Regions from separate parts of the Mus musculus genome. Here regions 2 and 3 are each linked to region 1. The links are chromatin contacts, called in public HiChIP or PLAC-seq maps. All regions are on one chromosome and are shown on one strand. The core of a region is the stretch at or near the end of the contact, and the rest is flanking DNA. Distances in the headings are between cores, read along the strand shown.

Region 1 (2,700 bases), core at 175-2,674:
GTGTTCCAATGGTTCCTAGAAAATCCTTGAAGTCAAAGGTGAGCTTGAGGAGCAGTAAGAATGTTACCTATTCAGTAACATTCGAATTCACTTCTAGTAGAAACCCTGAAAATAATCAAGCATTACAAAGAACAGATCTAGAAAAGCTCAGGGCTAATCTGCATAGTGATTACTTAGGACAATAGCTGAGTTGCACCCAAACACAGGAATACACAATGTCCTAGCAAATAGGTGGTTTGTCCATGAAAGATTTAGTGGAAGGGCATTCCCCTGGTACAGGTTTCTTCACTAGGCCCAGTGGAATAGCATAATCAGGAATTTACTAAAGAACCCCTGATGGTGGGTTTAACAATAGACTAGCATTGCATCAGAGCATTCACCTGGCACCATTTTAAGTGGTAAATGTGGCCTGGTTCCCTCCATCTTTTGATGTATGCATTCCTTTTGTTTTGTGTCACTGTAACTTGGCAGATGTGTTCTCCTGGTTGTTTGTTTGTTTGTTTGTTTGTTTGTTTGTTTTTCTTCTGTATAAAAAAGCCTGGTGTTCGTTTGGACATTACATTCAGACCCAACACATTCTCTCCTGTCTGCCTCTGTCTGTACCCCATTCTCACCGACTCTATGCCCATCTGTCCAAGACACTGATTCCCATGGATTGAGGGGGGCTGACTGAGCCCGGTCCATGACACTCTTTGTCTTCTCTCCTCTCTCCTCTCTCTTTGTCCTCTCCTCCCTCCCTCTTACTCTCTTTCTCTCTAACCTTCCCCCTCTCTCTTCTACCTTCTCTCTTTCTCCCTGCCTTTCTATAATAAAGCTCTAAAACCATAGAATGTCTCTGCTCATCAAGACCCACTGAGCTTGGAGGATGAGATAGGCTTTCTCCTAATGAGCCGTTTCTAATCTCTTGATGGAAGGCCTTCCTGTGCTCCAGTCAAGATCCGCTGCACTCACTCTTGCTGGTGTTGGGAACCTTACTTCCCTCATTCCTCTTTCCCATAACCCCAGTGGCTTTAGCTAGGGCTCCCAGTAGGGCTGCCCTTTTGCCACCCCGAAGAGTGGGTCAGAGGCTTAAATGCTCACCCGGGGATGAGTGGTAAGTGTATAGCAGCCCTTCCATGCCTGACTGATGAGAGAATAGGTAAAACTCTGACGGGGTCCTTCCCCCTCTTCCCCAGGGCCCCCTATTTTAGTTCCCAGCACATACTTATCAAAATAAATTAGACCTTGTGGCTACAGATGGCCTGCTTGTCTGTGCATAGTAGCTGTTGTGATGTTACTGGTCAAGAACACAGATAAATTGACTCTAGGACAGAATTTGGTAATTCTGTGAGAATTCTAGAGAGCATGGTTCACTAGCCCCCTGACTGATGACTGACTAACGCTCACATGACTCATTACCAGACTCTATTGCTTAACTCTGAAAGAGTCACTTCTCCCTGACCCTCGCATGTCTAAATTCAGTTACCATGCTCACAGAACGAGACATAGAGTCTCCTGTACATGACTGTCAGCAAATTCTTGCTGAGGCACATAGGTGACATGAAGATCTACAGACAAGCCACTAGAGGGCACAGATGTTACCTGGTTAACAGATGTGAACAGCTATCTAGAAAAAGAAATGAGACATGCTGGAGCAGTTGTGGTAGACAGACACCAAGTTATCTGGACAAAGGTCCTGCTAGAGGACACATTAGCCCAAAAGGCAAAACTGATCGTCCACACTAAGGTCCTGGAAATAAGAAAAGAAAAAAGACTCAATGTCTACATGGATAGCAAGTATGCTTTGGCCACAGCCCATGTCCATAGGGCCATATATCAACAGAGGGGTCTACTGAGAACTGGAGGAAAAGAAATTAAGAACAATGAGAAAATACCAGCTCTCCTGAGGGACCTCCATGACCCTGCCAAGGTAAACATCATCCACTGTCCTAGTCACCATTAGACAGATACCATGAAAGCAAGGGACGACAACATGGCAGACCAAGAATTGTTGCAGCCATGACCCTGCTGGTGCTCCTGGCAACAGAGCCCAAGTTTGCCTATACAGCAGAGGATTTAACCCTCATTTCCAAAGATTATAGTTACCAGTTCAACAAAAATAAGAGACTGTGGTATACCTCCAGGGGAAAGAAAATTCTGCCATAAAGACAAGCAGAGTCTATGCTCAAAAAGATGCACTTAGGGATAAGCAAGCTCATCCAGACATTCTCCAAGACTAAGTACCATGTATGAGGTTTAAAACACCTTGTGGAGCAGGTGTTGCACAAGTGTGTGCCCTGCTAAAATGTCAATGTCTGCCACATTACAGTGGATCCAGGGAAAAGGTACCGGGGAGACAAACCTGGCATCTATGGCAAGTAGACTTTACCAACGAAAATATGGGTATAAATACCTTCTTGCCTTTGTGAATATGATCTCGAGATGCATAGAAGCTTTTCACTGTAAAAATGAGACTGCTCAGATAGTCGTCAAGAAAATTATTGAAAAAAATTTCCAAGTTTCAGAATGCCAAAAGCAATAGGGTCAGATAATGGCCTTGCCTTTGTTGCCCAAGTAAGTCAGGGGGTGGTCAAGTATTACAGGTCAAATGGGAATTACATTGTATGTACAGACCTCAGAATTCAGGTCAGGTAGAAAGGATGAATAGAACCCTAAAAGAGACCTTGACAAATTAACCATGGAGACTGGCACAGACTGGGT
Region 2 (2,717 bases), core at 208-2,707, 640 kb after region 1:
AAACAATGCTCTCTTTCTTCTCACATGTATGTGCCCACTTGTGGTCTAACTATGGGTCATTTCATTTACTGCCTTGAAGATTCCTGCCTCCGTGAATACCAGACTGCATGCCTACCTTTCACCAAAAACTCCAGTGGACAGACACAGACAGCAGGGATCAGTTATTCTATATTATGGATGAAAGTTTTGTCTGATTCTATCTTAAAAACAAAGCAAGTCAAGTTTTTAAAGTAAATCCGCTGGTTTGCTTTTTGACCTTGGGTTGGGCTGTTTTCTGTTTCCCCTTGCTGTTTGTGTTGGGCTATGATTTGTGAACAGAGGTGTAAAGTATCACATTCATTCTACACTAACTGCCACTTGGTTAAATTGTTTTCAAGAATCTTAAACTTCTACATAACTTTTAATTCACAGTGTTGGACTTTCTAATTTAACTTAACGTGCTATCTTCTAGGCCTGTGTATGATGTTAAAATGCAAGATTTCTTTCTCCTTAAGACAGAACAGAGTTTCATTGTTTTTATGAATGCACATTACTCTCTATTTTCCTGTTCATCAGTTGTTGCACACAAACAGATCCCTAATTAATCCCTGTTAGGATTAATATTGTGATAAAAACAGGTGTTACCATCTTTTGTTCATACAAATTTTATTTGTACTCACAGATTTTATTTCCTTTAGCTACATACCAAAAAGTGAGATTTTTTGAACCATATGGTAGATCCATACTCACCTTTTAGAGCACACTCCATATTGTTTTCTATAGTATCTGTGCAGACTTGTGTCCCCTTAAACAGTAAATAAGGGTTTCTTTTCTTTAAGTCATTTTGAAAACATACTATCTTGATTATTTAGGTTTTGTTTTTTATTTACTTGTCCATTTAAAAACTTCATTGTATATATTCATTTCCATAGTACTGTGCAAGATAAGGGCAATTTCACACAGTATACATTGGGTACCGTATACAACCTCCCTTCTCATACTCTCTTTGCTGTTTTTATAAAAACTTGAAACCACCAGCAATGCAGGACTCATCATTGTTTTTGGTTTATTTGTTGTTTTGCTATTTGTTTTGTTTGTTTGTATTTTGTATATGTGGAGCTGAAGGGGAGAAGCAGGTAACTTGACTTAGACCAAACTAGACACGTGTGTAAAATCATATGAATTTGAAACAAAAGCTGGGATGTAAGTTCAGGCATTTGATTGGGAAGTTATAGTCAGGACACAAAGAAAGAAGCTAAACTCCAAACTCATGGACTGGGCCAATGGATGAACATCTGAAAAGACGCAGTAAAAAAGGCACCAATAGGAGTCATGCTGCCGAGGGGAGCTGGCTGCACTGAGACTCAGGCAGGGAGACAAAAGGGCAGGTGACCAGACAGGCTGTGCTTGCACTGAATTGCCAGTGTGTGATCAGGGTCACTGCACACCCTACTTGAAGGCTGGGGCAGTTTCACTCCTCATTTCCCGGACCCAGCCTGTTATCTGGCATACCAGCTGAAGTATGTAATGAATAAACATATGACGGCAGAGGGAAAAGACCAGTGGCCAACTGGGCAGCAAAGGTGAAGCAGTAGAAACTGGAAATCAGTAGAAAAGGATGTGCCACACCTACTGAATGGAATCTCAACAGCTTTAACAGAGAAATCCATGCAATCAGCGGTGAAGCTAGGTAAACTTTCCTAGTTGTCTGATGAAAGGAACAAATCCAGAAAGTGTGAGGGAGAGAGGGTCCATGAGGGAGGGTCGGGTAGATGAGAATTTAAGATCTGTTTCTCTTTATTCTTGCCTCCTTGGTCATAAACACACCAGAGCCTTAAGGAACACCCTCCTCCACATTCCTGCTCAGTAGGAGTCGCTCCTCCAGCTTCTGCAGATGAAGTCTGCTCTGTTTCAGTTTCTTCTGCCTCAAGGAAAACAGGAAAATATTTCACAGACCCTTGTTAATGTTTGCTGTCTAATATCTTAAGTGCTCTTTCCTGAGGAAGGCCACAAAACCCTACCAGGACCAGGCTCTTGACCTGGGTCTCCTTAGGTCTGAGACCCAAAGTCACACACACTGTACTGTCTTCTCCAACTTACTGAAGCTGAGAAGCTTTGAATTCTGTCACTCAGAATTGACAGAACTATGAAATGTCACACCAACACTGGAGATTTACTGTTGCCAGCAGCCAAAGACATTGATCAAGTTATGATCAGAGATGAATTTGTCATGGAATTGATGGCAACTTTTTTAATCTAACGGCACTCTCTGAAGAAGAATCGATGACATGTCTGCTATTCTTGATTGCTATTTCACCTCAAGTATTCAATATCCAGCATTCAGCCTGATGAGTCTACAGGTGTGGCAAACTGTTCATAGGTTTAAGTGAAGTATTTTAATGACGGAGACTTTAAAAAATTTATCTTTGCAAACCTCTTGAAACAACAGTTACTGCAAACAATTTATTAGCACAATTGATTCATTTATGACAGTGATCAACTTCTCTTGAGGAAGGGATGCTGATGTGTGCACAGACCGTGTTCCAGCTACTAGGATGTCAATTGGGATTTCAGTGCTTGATAGAGAATGAGTCACAAGAAGTCATCGGAATTCACTATATGATTCATTGTCAAGTATTAACAATGAAGATGCTGTAACAAGAGTTACAAGACATAAGTAAAACATAGTAGGTTCCATCAGCTTTGTAAAGGAGAGCACCGTTGACTGTTTTTTTGCA
Region 3 (2,700 bases), core at 13-2,512, 730 kb after region 1:
TGTTTAGCTAATACTGCTAAAATTCCCACCAGCCCAGTAAGAAAAGTTACCCCTCTATAGGAAAGATCCCGGCTCCTCTCCACCTCGACCTCTCCTGCCCTTGATTTTAACCTTCACTTATGAGAACAGACTGTCCTAGTCTTCTGGGGGGCAGATTTTGCTTCATCTTGATTAAAAATAATGGCAAAGATTCAAAAAAGGGAGATATATCTCATACTTATCTACATACTAGAATATTTTTAAGCTTCTTTAATCCTCTCATCCGGCTAATGAGTTAGATGTAACATGTTCTCATTGTATGGATGATGAAACCAATAAAGAGATGTTACACAAGCTGTCCACAGTCTCAAGAGCCAGCTTTCAGCCCAGAGAGCCCGCCCATTCATCTATGCACTGACACTGTCTTGCACAAAGCCTCACACGGGGAAGGGAGGGAAGGATGGAGGGACTCTTCCAAACATGTCAGGACAGCCTCTAGGTGACTAAGCTTTGCTGTAGATCTTGGAAGTCATTGCTCACATCCATTTGTCAGTGTTTCTGAATCCTGGAAATGCCTAGCAGCTGGAGACAAGGGTGAGCAGAGCAGACTTTCCTGCCATAGACTATTTTAACAAGGAAAAGACAGGATGAGGGCTCCAAGCATAAAAGGCAGGCTCTGTGGAACACAGATTCAAGAAGAAAGGAGATTGTCAGTCATAGAGCAGATCCCACAGCCATGGAAATGAAGACCGTGGCCCAGTATTCTGTAATGTTCCTTCAAATCCAACATTCTACAGACTTCATGGACCTGGGAATGTACGGGACTCACTGGTCAAATGTTGGTGATCTAACAAGAATAATATAAGGGAATTTGGCATCAACTGGTATAGGGAGCAAAGGAAGGCTTGCGTGAGTGAAATCCTGAGGAGATATGGATTTTTATCATGGCCAAGGCTTTGTGGAGGACAGCAAAGGCCTGCCAGACACATGGCCAATTGACAAAGCTATTATCCATATGGGCCAGGCTGGGCGCAGCTGTGTCAAGGATGCCCAAGGCCTCACATGGGAAATAGGCAAAGCTGTTTCGCATATGAGCCAGGCTCAAGAGAAATTGCAAGGCTTTTCTTGGGAGTTCTGGTGTACTGTTTAGGAAGACTGATAAGTGTCTACAAAGTCTAGTAACTGTATTTCCTTCTCCCAGTGTGTACAAAGGCTAGCAACTGTATCTTCCTCCTCCGCAGTGTTTACAGACTGACACTGCTCATGCAGATCTCCTACCCCAGAGCCAACTAGCCCCGCCTTCTGTACCTACCTAATTTGGTTTCAGGTTGTGGAGAACTCCCACAGGACCCCAGTTTCACTGTCTGTGAGTCACATGCCCTTGCTACCTCTGGCCAGAGTTCTGGGACCCAAGTAAGTAGGGAGATGGCAACCTGGGTTCATTGTACTGAGAAAAAAAAAAAAAAACTACAATCACAGTATAATTTTAAATACACAAGAGACAAAGTGTTCCAGTCAGTGAAACAGATGCACAGTTCTCAGAGAGGCAGAAGTTATGTTTACAGACAGAATGGGTGAGCTGGGTGCACTGGTTCTTTGGAAGAGTGTCCACCCTGATCCACTCATAGCTCAGTCATTCTTATTCAGAGATTTACAGCCTAATATTGAAGATTGCCAAGGGTTATTACTGAAGGCTATCTCTTTGACAACCAACCATGTTGCCTGGCAACAATTTCCTTGTTGATTTATTATCTCTTCTTATCATTGTTTCTGTAACTTCCGCAAATCTATCCCTATTCTGTTCCCTCCCACATGAAATAAAGTTCCTTTATATTCTGGGCTTGCCAGGCAGCAGGAGAAAATGATGGCTTCATCAGACTTAATTGTGACATAAAAAGCTGGATGCTTCGCTATTATTTCAGCCCCAACTTCAGTTTGACTTTAAGGCATTACTTGAAATTCCTATCGACTATTAAAGCAACACTCGCAAAATCTTGTGACAGCTATCGCAGTCAGGATGGAAGAAACTGGGATGTGAAATTTCACGGTTTAGCTTCTCGTGTTGGGAGGATCTGATCAGAACTAGACTGCCTACAGGGCAGGGGTGGGGTGGGGTAAGGAGTCCAACCTTTGAACAATATAAAGCAGGAGGGTACGTGGTTCCTTTTTCTAGTGGTCAACATGCTGAAAGAGTCTTAGGTAGAACAGTTGAAATTTGAGGGATGTATTGTGACAGAAGTTAGGTTCATTTAAGCCATGAGGAATTTCGTTTTCCTCTGTGTGTGTGTGTGTGTGTGTGTGTGTGTGTGTGTGTGGTATGTGTGCAGGTACATGTGTGTGGTGGTCCAAAGTGTTCTTAATTACTATACCTTATATATCAAAGCAGACTCTTCTCCCTAAACAAGCAGCATGCCATTTCAGCTGGTCTCACTAGTCAGTTTCCTTCAGGGATCATCTGCAAGGATTACCAGCGGCTGCTATGCCTACCCAGCTTTTACATGGGTTCTTGGGCTCTGAATATCTGTCTTCACAGTTGCCTGGTAAAGAACTTTACCCTCTGAGCTATTTCGTCAGGCCCCCGGAAAGAAAGTTAGATAAGTCATTCCTGGTGGATCTCAGAGCTTCAATGCTCAGAGGTCTGATAATGTCTGGAACTCTGCAGGCAAGCTGCATCAGTTGCCTTCATATTTGACATACTTGTGTTGGAAGAGGAAATGTTTA

What was found. HiChIP or PLAC-seq counts read pairs in DNA pulled down with a chosen protein or histone mark.
Region 2: a FOXA1 HiChIP or PLAC-seq map of pancreatic cancer cells shows a contact between it and region 1. The contact joins two enhancer-like sites. A contact is called at or near these places in 2 of 15 datasets of contacts at CTCF or cohesin (the NIH/3T3 cell line and large pre-B cells) and 4 of 115 datasets of contacts at active chromatin or transcription factors (the 230-238 cell line, embryonic stem cells, large pre-B cells and 1 more).
Region 3: an H3K27ac HiChIP or PLAC-seq map of acute myeloid leukemia shows a contact between it and region 1, with 3 times the contacts expected there. The contact joins two enhancer-like sites. A contact is called at or near these places in 5 of 115 datasets of contacts at active chromatin or transcription factors (the 230-238 cell line, acute myeloid leukemia, bone marrow-derived dendritic cells and 1 more).

The regions. Positions count from the first base shown.
Region 1 is chr13:33,560,610-33,563,309 of GRCm38.p6, reverse strand. Gm6093 (predicted gene 6093) reads left to right here. Exons shown (of 3, transcript NR_131141.1): 3 at 1-824. Among named protein-coding and RNA genes, the nearest start is that of Gm6093, 7.4 kb to the left of the region's middle. Within about 2 kb of position 1,424, at least 34 of the 459 cell types and tissues checked have an H3K27ac peak or open chromatin away from gene starts, as enhancers often do. A contact at or near this core is called in the 230-238 cell line, the NIH/3T3 cell line, acute myeloid leukemia and 1 more, where this site is marked.
Region 2 is chr13:32,923,876-32,926,592 of GRCm38.p6, reverse strand. It overlaps a transcript of Serpinb1c not described here and the pseudogene Gm18311. Among named protein-coding and RNA genes, the nearest start is that of Serpinb1c, 27 kb to the right of the region's middle. Within about 2 kb of position 1,457, at least 67 of the 459 cell types and tissues checked have an H3K27ac peak or open chromatin away from gene starts, as enhancers often do. A contact at or near this core is called in the NIH/3T3 cell line and pancreatic cancer cells, where this site is marked.
Region 3 is chr13:32,830,648-32,833,347 of GRCm38.p6, reverse strand. No RefSeq gene overlaps it. Among named protein-coding and RNA genes, the nearest start is that of Serpinb1a, 19 kb to the left of the region's middle. Within about 2 kb of position 1,262, at least 119 of the 459 cell types and tissues checked have an H3K27ac peak or open chromatin away from gene starts, as enhancers often do. A contact at or near this core is called in the 230-238 cell line and acute myeloid leukemia, where this site is marked.